Regions from separate parts of the Mus musculus genome. Here region 1 is linked to region 2. Evidence: chromatin contacts called from public HiChIP or PLAC-seq data. All regions are on one chromosome and are shown on one strand. The core of a region is the stretch at or near the end of the contact, and the rest is flanking DNA. Distances in the headings are between cores, read along the strand shown. Region 1 holds the start of Dnm3os (dynamin 3, opposite strand). Region 2 overlaps Dnm3 (dynamin 3).

Region 1 (2,902 bases), core at 269-2,768, 160 kb after region 2:
CCTGGTGTATTTAACCTGACATAAACCTCTTTGCTCTATCATAAGCTTCTAGATAAAGTACTCTGACTTAATCTTCTTCACAAGGGCTTGGGACCACTTTTGAACCGTTTGTGGTACATCAATTTAAAAGAAACCATGTTAGGAAAAAATAAATAAGTTAAGGCGGCTCTCACTTGAAGCATTTTGAAACAGCCAATATAGATTTGTACATCTCAAAAGTGTCATAGAAGGCAGGTACAAATAAGTTGTTCGGGCTCTAATTCTTACAAAAATACTATAGCCCTTCATCCTGTGAGTTAGATTTAGAAAATCTCCCACATTGTGACCTCTACAAGGCCAATTGATAAAGCTCTTATTTGAGACAAAAATCTAATATCAATCAGAATACAGTGGAAAACAAGTTAGGGGACCTCATGTTCACAACATTCAACAGCCTACATAATTTGAAACAGTTAACAACTGGGACAGAGGACTAGAGGCCAAGCGAGCTGAGAGTTTGTAAGTGGTCAAGCTTCACTGGGCCAGTTTCAACAGATTTACTTAACCAGAGATAAACCTCATCATCAGAACACCATGTAAACAAAACAAAAGTATTCAAACAGAATTGGGAGTAGCCAGCAGGATAAAACAATGCTGTCCTTAACCGTGTGGCTCTACCAGAGGGAAATGTTCAGAAAAGAGCGGTACAGCAGTGTGGGTGCTTGAAGTCTAAACTTTTTAACATTTCCTTAGGTAAGGCTATAGAACGGCATGCAGAGAGCCAGCCAAGAGAGCTGAGGGAGGGAGACGAGGAAGGCCACATATGGAACTAATTACTCATGGAGAGGCCATGACAAAGAGCATTTCTCCAGACTTTTCATGGGGGCTTCACTTTCAGGAAGTTGCTGTAATTACTGCTCAAGTCTAGAGCAGCCTGCAAGCTGCTGACAGGTCCAGCAGAAAAGGAGGAGGAGGAGGAGGAGGAGGAGGAGGAGGAGGAGGAGGAGGAGGAGGAGGAGGGAGAAGGGGGAAGAGGAGGAAAAGAAAGGGGGGAGCCCCAACTTATCTGACCTCACTAAGGAGTAAAATACAAGAAAACAAAGTATCGCAGGAAAGTTAAAAAAAAAAAAAAAGGCCTCGAAGTTTGCCTGCTTAACAGTGTTTGACTTTCTGCTTACTGCTTTGTCATCTTTCTATCTTTAAATTACTTCTTCAGCCCAGATCAGGCAACAAATTTGTACTTCTACTCTCAACTCACTTTCGGTTGGCCACAGCAGAACTGTACATCTTGCCTTTTTTTTTTTTTTTTACAGCTTTTCCATACTGGGGCCCCACTTCCTGCCCAGTTGAGGGAAAAAATCTGGCCTGAAGATGAAATGACTGCTTAACATTACACGAAAACATCTGGTACCATTTTATGCACAGACCCATGTCTGAGAGCAGGCGATTCTAGCGGTCTCTCCAGCGGCACAGCGCATACCCAAACCTCCCCAGGGTGACATCATCCCATATATGGACTCTCCAGCCCAGCCCTCCCCCTTTTCCTGGTCCTAAATTCATTGCCAGTTCCCTAGTCTGCTGCAAATGTGCCACGTCAAGACTGGAAATCACAGCCCTTTAGTGTGTCTCAGTCGATGCAGCAGACAGGGTTCAGGGGGGAAGCTGAACAAGCCCCTGGTGCAGGAAGACAGGCTCTCCCCAGCCCCGGGACAGGATTTTCCACACACCGATGGAAGCTTCAGGAGATCCTGCTCCGTCGCCCCAGTGTTCAGACTACCTGTTCAGGACAATGCCGTTGTACAGTAGTCTGCACATTGGTTAGACTGGGCAAGGGCCAGCAACGCCATGGACGGCTGGGGACACAATGTGCTGCTTCCAAGGAGAGGACAGCTGGGTGCTCCTTTGTTGAATCTCATATCCAGTGTTTCTCTTCACAGGTTTTGCAAACTAGGGACCAAGAAGCCCTCAGGGACTCTGCCAGGGGAGAGGACTGCTCCAGGGAAGACCAGCGGGTAAGGCCTCTGGGATTGCGTACCTGGTCTGTGATTGGGGAACTAGATAGAGATCCCATCACCTGTGTGAAGACGCTGGAGACACTGAGCTAAGGGACAGATAACCGTGAACTTAACTTTCAAAAGAGCAAGGTCGTATGGTAAATTGTGATTTTCTGTGTGTTTTTTATAAGTCTAAATGTTGATCGTTCAAATGCTTTCTTAAATGTAAGGGTCTTCCGCTTCAAAATAAAAGGTGGGGAAAAAAACCTCACTCCAGACAAGTAGCAAAAACTGAACGAGACTTAGTTTTGAATGGTTGAAACTGATAATTCAGAGACTTAAACTCGAGCATGGATGAGCTATGTATGCAACCTCTAACACTCCAGGAATGAATGCATTTTGCCCTAAAGGAAAAAAATGCAATTTTCAAAACTCTTGTATGAACAGGGAGCTTTTCTGTTTATCTATATAATAGAAACACCAGAAATAATAGTACCTAACGATAAGAAGCAGTCTAGTCTTTTGTTTTTTGCTTTTTTGTTTTGTTATTTTACTATCAGACAATGCAAACGCACTTAGCCAGAGATGAGGGCCCAAGTGCCAAACCCACATCTTACTGACTCAGCAACTTAGCAGGCCAGGGGAATAGCGCTCTGTCTTTAGTGGGCTCACTAGATAACATTGAAATTGTTCTTCTAAAATCCAAGAATGGCTGATACTTGCTGGTCAGCTGAGCCTGCTGGCCCATCTTTTTTTTTTTTTTTTTTTTTTTTTTTAACAAGGCTCTCACTTGTCCTGGGCCTTTGAAATGATAAGGCACGTTGTCTAAAAAGATGCTGATAAAACAGGAATTTGTAAACGAAGGCAAAAGTTTTCTTTGGTCAGTTTCCAGCTGTCCTGGAGGTGAAGGAGAGTGGGGGAGGTAGGCA
Region 2 (2,939 bases), core at 354-2,853:
TAGTCTAGTCAGTCTGAGCTGAGACTCATCATAAAAACTCGGAGAAAAGGAAACAAATTGCATAGATTCCATTTGGCAAATCCAGGGCCTACAGATCTGCCTGTGGTTCAGTGTCTGGCGCCATCAGTTGGGCTCGGAATCAAATGCGTGTGGAAGCTGGTAATTAGTGAGGACTCTAGACCACTCAGTTGGCAGTGGCAGGCTTCTTAGAGCCACTGGGAAAGTGGATTCGGAATTGCTGTCTAAAGCAGGAGTGCTACCACAAAATGGATGATTGCAATTATAGGGCCGTTTTCATGGAGGGAAACTGGAGTTAATATCCGTATGGAGACATCTGTCAAGGTGTGAGGATTTAAATTACCGTGCCTAGCTACCTTGGAGGACCACCTTTGTGGCCCCTCTTCAGTAAGATGCAGATGGAAAACACCTCCCCTCCCATGCCTAGTGGTAAAAAGGAGCTTAGCCTAAGCATTGCAAGCACCACTGATTCTTGTAAAAAAAAGCGTACGGTTTCCCTATCAAACCAAGGAGATGTATTTAGCCAGCACAATGAAAATGTAATTATGTAGGTCATTGCTTAAGCTTGAATGTTTAAGGGAAAGACGTCGGCTGCATGTAGGCTGATTGATTTGGCCTCAGATGTGATGATCACTGACAGACGGACGAAGGCGAAGAAGCTTGAAGAGAAAACAGGATGGAATGATTGCGTTCCAAACTGACCAGATGCAGGAATATCTATATTTAAACACACACACACACACACACACACACACACACACCACAGAGTGACTCACAGGGCAAGGATTCTTAAGCTTTCTTCAAGGTATCTTAGTAAATATAGCATGTACAATCAAATGGAGATGGTATTGCCTGTTTCTTTCAGCTGTTCAGATCACATAATCAAATTCATTTGTGTGTATGTATGTATGTGTGTGTGTCTGTATGTGACACAAATATTCTCTCTGTGTAATTCCCAAACAGTAAGAACTACTGTGGCTTCCACACAATTTTTTTTTCCAGATTTTGTTTCTTGGATTTGTATGTGAAAGAAAACTCTTGGAAGGAATATGGAAAGAAGCCTGCTTCCTGTTAGGGCGTTGAGGATTTCCTCAGTCAGTTGCTTTTCTGATTCCCACTGCACTCCATTGCTCTGAAAGTCAAAGCCACATATTAGAAGCAATGCTGGCTGGAGTTAATTCTCCCTGCCCTGTCCTGGGGAGAACCAACAGCTTTTAGCGTGTTCCACATGACACACAAGAGTGAATGAAAAGTCTCCGCCTGCATCGGTTTACTGGAATATGGTGTAAATCATGTACTTTAAAGGCGATCTGGAGCCCTGTGCTTTTAAAATGTGGGGCTAAACTGACATAATCTGTAACGGTTTCGGCTCTGCTCTTTTTAATTAACAAAAGCTTTTGGAATTCTGGTTTTTTTTTTTGGTCTCTAAGAACATTGTACAATGAAAAAAAAAAAGGCTGAGCATAATAAAAATCTTCTCTGACTGATTAAAGAAAGCCTTGTTTTCAGGAAAGAGGAATAGGGATCCCTAGCCCCTGCCTAGAATGCTTTGTTCAGGCACGGGGCGTCTAACCAGCATGCCTTTAGATTACTTTATGTTAATTAAACTTACGGTTAGTCCCAGAGGTGAAAGTCTGCATCTGTATGCGGCTTCAAAGGCTGCCCAAGATTACTGGCTACACTCCCTTGCGGTGGGCAGCATTGATTTGTGATAAAAACCGACCACTTTAAACTAAGCTTATTACTTTATTACCATAGAGGGCTGGAGTTTTTTGTTTTGTTTTGTTTTTTGTTTTTTTCTCTCTCAATGGATAAAATGTATTTATAGGCTTCTTTAAGAATTACCTACTTTTAGATATTTTCTCCTCCTAAAAAAAATGGAGATAGGAATAAAACAGGAGATTTTAACAGGAAATAAAGGATCTGGCTTCTGTTGGAAACATTGCCTTCTAGGTTAGTAAGCAGTGAGAGATAAACACACCCCATCTCTGTAACATGTTTATGCTTATTTCAAATTATTTGTGCATGTGTGTGTGTGTGTGTGCGCGTGTGTGTGTGCGCGTGTGCGCGCGTGTGTGTGCGCACACACAGCATGTGAAGGCCAGAGGACTACTTTCAGGAGTCAGTTCTCTCCTTTCATTATGTGGATGCTGAAATCAAACTCAAGTCCTTAGCCTTGGTACCAAACACCTTTACTCTCCGAATCATCATCTAGTTCCAGATGTACACTGCAAACCATAGAAATGTTTCCGTGTACCGGTTAGTGACGTGGAAACCATCCCAGAATCAATGAAAGGTGGGTAACATATTTCCCACCGTTTTTCATTTGACTGTGGACTGACAGTGGACTCTTGCTCTTGTTTGGATGAGTGTCCCCCAAATGTCCATGTGCCATGGCCCATGGGTCTCTGGGCCACAGGTTCTGTGGACCTTTAAGAGATGGGGTGCAGTGGAAGGTTCTAAGGCTCTCAGGGAAGGACCTTGAAGGGATTCCCTTTTCTAATCCTCAGGCCTCCATCCCTTTTCACTTCCTTTATTCTTCTGTCCACCCACCCATCCCTCCTTCCTCCCCTCCTCCCTTCCCTCATTATGTGAATATTTTCTTTGACATGTTCCCATCATTATTTTCTGTTGATCTAATCAGAGGTCAAATCAATAGGCTTAAGTCTTGGATTTGAACCTATAAGTTGTAACCTCTTTTCTTTATTGATTAATCGCCTTGGGTATTTCATTATAGTGTCAGGAAGCTATCTATACAGTACTACATTTTTGTCAGTGACTATTATCAGCACAAATGGCCAAACTTAACTCAACAGAACAGCTCAGTAGGACTTAGGCAGGGGACCAATCAGGGAAACCAGAACAAACAACAAAGGCAACAAAGTTTTTTCCATATGAGGAGAAGCTGTCAATCTATAAAG

What was found. HiChIP or PLAC-seq counts read pairs in DNA pulled down with a chosen protein or histone mark.
Region 1: an H3K27ac HiChIP or PLAC-seq map of embryonic fibroblasts shows a contact between it and region 2, with 5 times the contacts expected there. The contact joins the promoter of Dnm3os here to the enhancer-like site in region 2. A contact is called at or near these places in 10 of 39 promoter capture datasets (the 3T3-L1 cell line, the HPC-7 cell line, the SN4741 cell line and 6 more), 8 of 484 Hi-C or Micro-C datasets (the C2C12 cell line, cranial neural crest, embryonic fibroblasts and 4 more) and 10 of 115 datasets of contacts at active chromatin or transcription factors (cardiomyocytes, craniofacial prominence, embryonic fibroblasts and 7 more).

What each region holds. Positions count from the first base shown.
Region 1 is chr1:162,216,105-162,219,006 of GRCm38.p6, forward strand. It overlaps Dnm3os (dynamin 3, opposite strand), which reads left to right and starts at 1,519. Exons shown (of 1, transcript NR_002870.2): 1 at 1,519-2,902. All of the region lies in intron 14 of Dnm3 (dynamin 3), which reads right to left. Mir199a-2 (microRNA 199a-2) reads left to right here and starts at 1,710; the gene lies at 1,710-1,819.
Region 2 is chr1:162,052,183-162,055,121 of GRCm38.p6, forward strand. The region is part of intron 17 of Dnm3 (dynamin 3); the gene reads right to left. Among named protein-coding and RNA genes, the nearest start is that of 2810442N19Rik, 49 kb to the left of the region's middle. Within about 2 kb of position 1,604, at least 37 of the 459 cell types and tissues checked have an H3K27ac peak or open chromatin away from gene starts, as enhancers often do. A contact at or near this core is called in embryonic fibroblasts, embryonic limb bud, palatal mesenchyme and 1 more, where this site is marked.